2 separate regions of the Callithrix jacchus genome follow, and region 2 is linked to region 1. The links are chromatin contacts, called in public Hi-C maps. All regions are on one chromosome and are shown on one strand. Each heading gives the region's core, a stretch centred on a gene start, on an enhancer-like site or on the middle of the called end of the contact. The rest is flanking DNA. Distances are from core to core; before and after follow the strand shown.

Region 1 (4,870 bases), core at 818-3,317:
AAGAATAAGTAAGGCAAAGGGTGTATGAGCCGCACAAGACAGTGTCTAGCACAGAGTAGGCAGCGATTATAAAGATGCTCAGGAGTTTGCCAGCACTATGACAAAAGGCCATCCAGACACCCAGCACGGCATGCGTGAAGCCAGAGAGCTGAGTCTCCGTTTTCTCATTCATAAAGTGTTTCCTGAGGGAGGTCCCTACATCAGGACCTGCTGGTAGGAGCAGGCCACAAGAGCTGGGTGGGCATGGGGCCCAGGGACATGTCCGCGAGGTTAGCGTCTTCCTCCAAACCTCGTACCTTACTTACCTCGGTCAAACTTCTTGCCCTCTGGGTCAATATCCTTCACATCGAAAATATCCTCAAACAGGATGCCCGCCATCGCAAGTGGGCCAGGAGAGCAGCAGAAGGGGTTAACGCGCGACCACGGCTGGGAGTACGCGCACCCCCTCGCGTGGAGAAGGGAGATGAGCAAAAGCACCTCCAGAAAGGCGGCAGCTAGACAAGAGTAGCGCATGCGCACAAACAGGCGGTAACGCGACCACTTCCGCCACAATCTTCCTCTCGGGGCTACCTAACTTCCTCCCCGAAAGACTGTTTCCGAGAGGCTTCGGCATTGAGGGCGGGTCTCACGGCCAGGTGGCTCCGCCCAGGGCGGGGAAACAATAGGTCCAACCTCCCGCGGCTGTAGAGCGGCTTCTGCTACGCTGGGGCTTTACTGCGCGCTCTTCAGAGTCTGAGTCCAGAAGATTGGAATGCGTGGGGGCCTAACCCAGGCAGGGACCTTGATCCTTGGCCCAGAGCGGCCAGGCCCTAGCCCTATCCCGCCGGTCCTCGTGCCCGCCAAGGGCACAGTCCTCGCCGAGGGCAGGTGGAGAAGAACCCCGCCCCAGAGGTGCCCAGCCCCTCCAGGAGACACCAAGGACGCCGGGGCCGGCCTGGGCCGGCTGGGCCCTTCTGGATGTAACCTGAGCCGGATCCGTCCAGTTTGGGAATTTGCCATGACGTCGCTTTGGAGAAATGGAAAGGCTGCATGGTCCCCTCCCCTCATACGGCACCCCACGACACTGCCCTCTTCCCCCAGGCCCTGGTTTTCCCGCGCACCGCCCCTTCAGCCTGGCTCCCGCCCCCTGGGCACTCCCCCTCCAGCTTGGTACTCTGCGTTCCCGTTTACTGGACACGGATCCCCTCCGTACCCCTTCGGCCTAGCACTGCCCTCTCCCTTGAATACCAGCTCTTCCCTCGCACTGGCCCTTCCTCCTGGGTGGCGGCTTCTCTCCCAGGGCCCCCCCCCCTCCCCGGGCACTGCCCCCGCCCCCCGAGCCCCGCCTCTGCCTCCCAAATAGCCCTTCCTTCTGGTACTACTGGCTCTCCCGCACCCTGTCCGCGTCCTGGGCGCCGCCCCCGCTCCTCTCACACTGTCGCTCAGCTGCCCGTCCACCCTGCGCGCGCTCCGCCCTCTTTTCTATCCTTCCCTGGCCCCTGACAGAGAACCCCGAGCACCAGCAGACCGTTCCCCGAAAGCGGAGGGACAGCAGCAGCGACTCGGGTTCCTCCTTGAGCCCAGCCAGGGAGAAGCGACCTCTGCTCTCCACGCCCGCGTTCCGGGCGTGGACTCCCGGCCCGTGGAGCTCCCCTCCTCCGGCCTACCCCTTCCGGGGCCCTCCCAACCTCCACCCCCGCACACCCCGCAGGCCGGGTTGCTCCGGGTGCACCTCCCTGGGGCAGCCCCGGGAAAGGAAGGAGTAAGGAAGACGGCCCCGATCCGCCCCGAATCCTCCCAGCTTTGCTGCTCACCCCTGACAGGCCTGTCAGAGCTGCAAGTCCCTTGGGACGGGGAGAGGGGAAGCGGCTTCTAACCGGCTGACCCGGAGGCGTCCGATGTAGATCACTCAGCACCCCCATCCCTGAGCCCTGCGGAGCTCGGGCATCTGCAGCCCCTCCTGCCCGGACGCAGGGAACCGCCAACCCGGCCCGGCCCCTCCACGTGCCCGCGGACCCGCCCCTGCCCGGCCCCGGGCGCCCCTCTCCTTCCCCGGCCTCCGCAGGGAGCCGGCGCGGGCTCCAGACTGCTCAGCGCCCCCTACCGCCTCTCGGGAGGCCCCGCGCGGACCCCGGCCTGGCTGGGCCGGCCCCTCCGGATGGGCTGGCGGGCGGAGCAGCGCAGAGGGCACCACCCTCGGCCCGCCCGCCGAGGAGGGGACAGGAGCCGGAGGCTGCGCCTGCGGCGCCCGCTCCGGGCCCGCCGCACTCTGCTCTCGGTCTCCCGGGCTGCGGGGACGGGACGGCCGCCGGCGCTGACTCTGCGGGCCGGAAGCCGAGTAGAGGGCAGAGCCCGAGCCCCGGAGGGAGGCGAGAGGGCAGTGCAGGGAGATGGCGTCGGCCGCGGCAGCGGAGGAGGGGATGGAGCCGCGGGCGCTGCAGTACGAGCAGACCCTGGTAAGTGAAGCCGAGCCCAGCCCGCGGAGTGCGCTCCGGGACCGCTGCTCCAGGTTACCCTCGGCAGCGCGAGGACCGAGGGCCTATCTGAATCCCGTCCCAGCCTTTTGAGCTGGGGAAACTGAGGCTCGGAAGTCCGAGGCTGCGGGGCCGAAGGGATGGAAAGATGCATGCTGGCTTCTCGCTGAGGCTGAGGGCCTACAGAGGACAAGGACACCAGGTACTTGTCTCAGGTGCCCTTCCCTTCACCCCCCAACACACACGTTTTCTTTGCTTCTCCCCTCATCACCTGGGCCTGAGTCTCAGCACCCACTGCCCCTTCCGCGGCACCATTCACACCATTGAACTTTCTCCACGCCACTGTCTCCGCCACCCAAGACATTCCCTGTGTCCCTGGCATGCGCCTGGCACCGTTCTAAGCATAGAATCCAGTGTGTAGTAAGAGGGTCAGCCCCAGCCCCTACCTCTGAGGGCTCCACACCCAGCGTTGGCAGGAGTCCTTCTGTTGACTCTGGAAAAAGGTGGCTTGCCACTCTGGGGGACAGGAGCTTTAGGGAGGGTGGGTGAAGCAGGAATAGGTGTGGGAATTGGGACCTTTGTCCATTCTGACACGGGGTAGCCAGCCCCCACCCACCCCAGGGTGTGTCACTTGACCCCATTAGAAGCAGGGGTCCTGGGCTCTGAGCTGACTCATTGCCCCCATTGTTACTTGGCATTTGAGAAGCCACGTGACCCCCCCCCCCATGTCACTGAGGTGGAAGACCGAACCCTAGAGAAAGGAAGGGGCCCCTACCAGTTTGGGCTGGAATTTGCCCAGAAAGGTGGCAGGGAGGGAACATCTTGGGGAAGAGAGGCTATAACTGAGTCTGGGAGGTGCCCAGTTAGGAGAGAGTAGCTGGATGAATCAGGATGGCCGGGAGAGGTGGGAGTAGGTCTGAGTAAAGGAACCATCCCTTGGGATGGGGTAGGAGATACTTGTCAGTCTGCCCAGACCAGGATAGGAGCGTGGTCAAGGAAGCCAGGTACCTGGTGCCTCTGTTGCACTGGCCACCTCTCCACCTCCGTCCCTTCCAGCTGTCTCTGGAATGAGCTCTCAGGGGCCAGCCCTGTCCCAGGCACTCTAAGCTCTAGCCTCCCCCGTTCCCGTCCCATCCTTCATCCTTCCCACTCGCCTCCCTCCTCCTACACGGTGCCTGCCTTTTTACACTCTCTGTGCTTCGCTTCCTCCTCCCGACTTCTTCCACTGTCATCCCTTCTTTCTCTTGCCCGTCTCTTCGCCTTGCCTTTTCTCTTTTCCTTTCTCCTCCCTAGTTCCCTCTCTTCTCTTTGCTTGCCCTTTCCTCACTCTTTATCTCTCACCCTCTCTATCTTTCCCTCCCTCCCCCCCATCCCAGCCCCAACAGGAGCCCTTTGTGTCCCGAAGCTCTGCGGGTGGCAGCCGGAATCTACTCCTCCCCGCCCCCAACACACGCCCAGCTTGGCAGGTCTAGCCCTGGTTCAGGCGACTCTCCCGTCCCATCACCCCAGCATCCATAGTTGCAGCCCAGCCATCCACAGCCTCCACTGTCCCCCAGCCCACTGCTGGGCTCAGTGCAGCTCCAGAGTGGGGCTGAGGCCACCAAGACCTCTCCACCCACCCTAGGCGAGAGGCTTTCCACTCCTAGCTGGGCTGGCAGGCCGGTGTGGGTGGCGGTTGAGAATGGGGACAAGGGGATTAGGGTGGCTGGGAGGGGTGCAGCTGAGTTCATCACAGGCCAGAGGCCCAGGAGGAACGTGATAAGGATTGGGGCCTCGCCTGCTCCTGGGCGCAACTCAGCTGCCCCGAGCTCCACGAGGCTCTTATTGCTGCCCATGTGCCCTCGATCACCCCTTACTCCCTGACCTTCCGCCTCCCACTTTTAGACTGAGCCACAGGTTTTCCATCTTTTCCTCCTCTGGGGCCTTCCCTCTCACTCCTCCTCAGTGCCTCCGCCCCAGGCCTGTGAGAAGAGGACCAATTATGCTGCCACCCCCAGAGCTGTGTCCCTGTACCTTGGCTGTCCCCATCATCTGGCCAGGACAGCCCCCACAGTCTGCAATGTGCATTGTTCCCACACCACAGGCCAGAATCGGAACTGTGCCTCTGAGAGGGATACCCAGTGTGGGGGCTGGGAGAGGGGGGTGGAGGCTCTAAGAACCCTCCCTGCATCCCCACTCGGCCCATGACCTCGAACACCTCCATCCCCACTGTTGCTCCAGATGTATGGCCGGTACACTCAGGACCTCGGGGCCTTTGCCAAAGAGGAAGCTGCTCGGATTCGCCTGGGAGGACCTGAGCCCTGGAAGGGTCCCCCTTCCCCTCGGGCTGCCCCAGAGCTCTTGGAATATGGACGGAGCCGTTGCGCCCGATGCCGCAGTGAGAACTGGGTTGGGGCAGGGGACCTGGCTGTGCTGTG
Region 2 (4,870 bases), core at 987-3,486, 57 kb before region 1:
GGCTAATTTTTTTATTTTTAGTGGAGACGGTTTCACCATGTTGGTTAGGATGGTCTCGAGCTCCTGACCTCTGGTGATCCACCCACCTCAGCCTCCCAAATGCTGGGATTACAGGTGTGAGCCACCACGCCCAGCGTCTGACTTCAAGGTAATCAGTGGTAAGAAGTGGCATTTGCTAAGACAACTTGACCTTGATATTCAGACAAACATCCTTCAAGGAATAATCTACAAGCTAGAGAAAGAGCACACTGTGCACCAAGCCCATCAGGTGAGTGGGGCAGTGAGACAAGGACCTACTGTTGTGCATGTCCCAGCGGCCATGCTGCTGAGCCGTAAGTAACCAGTGTGCTATTTCCTTGCATCATAATTATTCAGAACGGGGCACCTTCCCCAGCCTGGATACCAATTTCAGCAGGCCTGAGATTTTTCTGCACATGCTTAGAATAGTCTGTGGTTGCTCTTAGCTGCAAACACAGTCTCAAGTCAGAAATTGGAATGTTATGTGAGGTATTCATCAAAACCCTGAGCTGATTCGCTGTTGTTGTTGTTGTTGAGTGTTTTGTTTTTTTGAGATGGAGTCTTGCACTGTCACCTGGGCTGGAGTGCAGTGGCATGATCTCAGCTCACTGCGACCTCTGCCTCTAGGGTTCAAGCGATTCTCCTGCCTCCTGAGTAACTGGAATTACAGGTGCCCGCCACCACGCCTGGCTAATTTTTTGTACTTTTAGTAGGGACAGGGTTTCACCATCTTGGCCAAGCTGGTCTTGAACTCCTTACCTCATGATCCACCTGCCTTATCCTCCCAAAGTGCTGGGATTACAGGCGTGAGCCACCATGCCCGGCCAACTCTGAGCTTATTTTTCCCTTAAATCCTTCACTCTTCCCCTGCTTGGGCCTGGCCAGCTGGAGACGGTGGAGAGGGCTTGGTCTTCTTTCTCTTTCTATTTGGCCTCCGCAAGCCAGTTCCATAGAGTTGGCTTCAGACTGTCTTGGCAGGCAGATGTTCAATTCTGCCTCCTTCTCTTGGAGTGCTCTTACACCCACTCCACTCAAGTTGCCGGCTGAGTGCTGGCTCAGCCTCTTTCTCCCAAAGTCCTCTGAAATCTGTGAGTGTGTCTCAAATCCAACCTCACTTCAGGTGGTCATGCGAGACCCCATCCTCAGCCCCTGGGTATTCAGCTCCAGCTGCCTCCCATTAGAATCCCTCTGCATGGACTCAAGACATGGAGTCCTTGTAGGCTCCGTCTGCCGTGGGACCTACTTCTGTTCAGAAGAAACGCTCCTGCCTCCCTAACCCAGAAAAAAACTGGGGGTGCAGGCTGGTTCCAGTGAAGTGGCAGCAGCCCCACCAGAGCAGCTGGGGAGCTGTCCTGTCATCCTCCAGATTTCCCAGGTGAAACTGGACCCCAGGCCACCCCAGCCCCCTTGCAGGGGTCTTATGTTAGACTCTTAGAGAAGCTGCCCCACAGACACTCATCCTTACCGAGGGTGAGATAAGGGAGCAGGAGCTCACCTGTCCCCAAGATGGAACCTGCAGCACAGCCTTCTTCAGGGGGGATATCCTCCATACAACACACCCCGTCACCTCTCTGTCTGCATTCTTAGAGTCTCAACGTGGAAAAGGGGTTTCAAAATCTCGGATTCGATTTTCTGGCACTTCTATAGGAAATCTTCCATAAAGTGACTGGAGCTCTCCCTTCAGGTCTTCACCCCTGTGGTGCGTATTGCCGTCTGATGGAAATCTTAGTTTTAAGGCCCCACGCCATTTATATGCATTGACCTTTTCTGCCTTCATGAGCTCAGACAACATTTTCCATTTTTAAGATGAGAAAAGTCCATCTCTGAGGACCCAGAGAGGTAAGGCCAAGGCCTCCCAACCGGCCAGTGATGAAGCTGGGATTCCAACCAGGTCTATCTGGCATCTTCTGGGAGGTGCCTGCCCAAGCCCAAGGATCTGAGAACATATAGAGAAGTGTGTTTCTCATCTGGGGCCCCAGGCCTTGGGTGACCATGAGAGGCTCCGTGCTACTTAGAGCTGATCTATGTCAGCGCCTACAGCTTGTCATTGCCCACCTCCCCACAGGACACATTCCAGGACCTAGTTTCGGAGAGGGGGCTGGGAAGACAAGATGGATAATTCTATGCTTCTGGCAACAACTCCATCTGGCTCTTTCAGCTCGAAAGAGTGCGCCAGGACGGCTGACTCACCTGGTCTAGCATCCAAGCCAAACACTGGGAGGAAAGCGCTCCGTTCAGCCAAGACTCTGGCTGCAGAAGAACGGGGATCCTGTGCCAGGATCGCAGCCATGCCCTTGTCTTGGTGTCTTCTCAGTCTGTGTGGGCCTCCTTTTCTCCATCACTTCTGCGAGCTACGGCAGCAAGACACGCCGGGGCTTCCACAGGTGGCCTGGCGCCACACAGGAAGGTGCTGAGAGGCGCAAGACGGAGCAACTGACTCATGGTCCCCATGAGAGGGGGAGGCTGTGGCACTGGCCAGCTCCCGAGATGGGCTGGGTTTGGTCTCCAGAGAGGTCCAGTCTGGTGGGCATTTCCAACATAAGGGGGTGGGCAAGAAGCCAGGGTTCATCCACAGCAGAATGGCCACCAAACATCCTGATGGAGAACAAACAGTGAGACAGAAAAATATTTACAATATGCAATGCACTGTTAAGTGAAGCACCGGCCACCAGGAGCCCATCTTTGTCAGAACAGGCCTGAAAGGGAAAGGCACAGCCTGGGTGCTTGGCTCCATCGATTCCTGTGGGTTCTTCGAAGGGTCAAATAAGGTTCCAAGGCTGACCCACAGGTGTGGGGTCAGGACAAAGTCCAGCCCCTCCCCCTTGTTGAAGCCAAGCCACTCACCTCCATCTCTCCTATATCCTCTCTCAGGGACCTGCAGGCTGGTCTTCTACATGCTCTAAACACAAAGGGAGTCTTCATACCCCACACCATGTCCCCCAGATGGCTGGGCCTCTCGCTGGGCCACCACCTGCTAAAGGCCCCCCTCAGTGATGCCAGAAGGCCCCACTCCCACCCCACCCCCAGCTTCTGGGTTTGTTTATTTTGACCCTCAGCCTCTCCATCAGAAGGAGGGACTGGATTCTCTCTGTTATGCATATACACTTGCATATGTATTCTTAGAGAAAGTTCTAGAAAGAGACCTAGCACAGTGGCTCACACCTGTAATCCCAGAACTTTGGGAGGCCGAGGTGGGCGGATCACCTGAGGTCAGAAGTTCGAGACCAGTCTGGCCAACATGATGAAACCCCACCTCTACTAAAAAGACAAAATTTGCCAGTGTGGTGGCGTGCACCTGTAATCCCAGCTACTCGGGAGGCTGAGACAGGAGAATCGCTTGAACCCAGGAGGTGGAGGCCTTAGTGAGCCGAGATCATGCCACTGCACTCCAGCCCAGGCAAGAAAGAGCAAGATTCCATCTTGGGGGAAAAAAAGTTCTGGAAAGAAACATGGCAAAATGTTAAGAATGTTTGTGACAAGGGCTTGTATTAAAATACTCTTAATTTCTGTGGGGTTTTTTTTTTTTTTGAGACGGAGTTTCGCTCTTGTTACCCAGGCTGGAGTGCAATGGTGCAATCTTGGCTCACTGCAACCTCTGCCTCCTGGGTTCAGGCAATTCTTCTGCCTCAGCCTCCCGAGTAGCCAGGATTACAAGCATGTGCCACCACGCCCAGCTAATTTTTTGTATTTTTAATAGAGACGGTGTTTCACCATGTTGACCGGGATGGTCTCGATCTCTTGACCTCATGATCCACCCGCCTCGGCATCCCAAAGTGCTGGGATTACAGGCTTGAGCCACCACGCCCAGCCCAATTTCCGTGTTTTTTTTTTACAATAAATGTGTTCCTTCTCTATGTCACCAAAGACATCAAACCCATTGCCCTGAACTGCTTCAAATTCCTATTGCCTTCTCCCCCTCCCTCCCCGAAGCCCACAACTGTCTCTGAACCCACATCCATCCCTCCCTCCAGAATCAGAGACTGAGGCGAACTCTTTGTTCTCACTGCCTCTCACCATGTTCTTGCTCTACCCACTGTGTAAAATTCATCTCCGAATACCTCACAGAGTTGTCAGGAGTAAGACTTGTGAATTATTCGTGTAGTACCTGATCAGTAGAGCTCAGCCAGATGCGGTAGCTCTCGCCTGTAATCCTAACACCTTGGGAGGCCAAGGCGGGTGAATCACCTGCTGGTGATTTTTGGTGGGTAACCTTTATCATGTTCAAAAAGCTTCCTTCTATTCCCAATTTGGTTAAGTTTTACCATGAATGCATATAATTTTTTATCAAGTGGCTTTTTCTGCAACTATTAGGAAGATCATAGATTTCTCCTTTAATTTTTTAATATGATGAGTCATATTAAATAATCCCAGCACTCTGGGATTATTAGCATTTAATACTAGAGTGTAAGAATGTTTATTCTTAGTATTCCAAATACTAGTTTGGGCTAATTAATTCATTTTGCTTGTATTTTATTTTATGACTTTTGTATCTGCATTCATAAGTGAACGTGTCCATTCTCTATTACTATTGAAATGACAATAACTGATGGAAACAACAATAAAATTAGCTGGGTGGTGACGCCTGCCTCCAGGGCAGCTACTCAGGTGGTGAGGCAGGAAGATCACTTGAACCCAGGAGGGCAAGGCAGCAGTGAGCCATGATCGTGCCACTGCACTCCAGCCTGGGTGACAAAGTGAGACCTGGTCTCAAAAATAATAATAATAGGCTGAGCACAGTGGCTCGTGTCTGAAATCCCAGCACTTTGGGAGGCTGAGGCGAGTGGATCACAAGGTCAGGAGTTCAAGACCAGCCTGGCCAACATGGTGAAACCCCATCTCTACTAAAAATACA

What was found. A called contact is a pair of places that touch in the nucleus more often than the background predicts.
Region 2: a Hi-C map of induced pluripotent stem cells shows a contact between it and region 1, with 1.9 times the contacts expected there. The contact joins the enhancer-like site here to the promoter of POLR2H in region 1. A contact is called at or near these places in 2 of 3 Hi-C or Micro-C datasets (induced pluripotent stem cells and skeletal muscle).

The regions. Positions count from the first base shown.
Region 1 is chr15:13,337,511-13,342,380 of calJac240_pri, reverse strand. It overlaps POLR2H (RNA polymerase II, I and III subunit H), which reads right to left and starts at 2,067. Exons shown (of 5, transcript XM_035275288.3): 1 at 1,794-2,067. It overlaps CLCN2 (chloride voltage-gated channel 2), which reads left to right and starts at 2,244. Exons shown (of 23, transcript XM_078350383.1): 1 at 2,244-2,435; 2 at 4,674-4,830. The coding sequence starts at 2,370.
Region 2 is chr15:13,394,752-13,399,621 of calJac240_pri, reverse strand. No RefSeq gene overlaps it. Among named protein-coding and RNA genes, the nearest start is that of CHRD, 39 kb to the right of the region's middle. Within about 2 kb of position 2,236, at least 2 of the 16 cell types and tissues checked have an H3K27ac peak or open chromatin away from gene starts, as enhancers often do.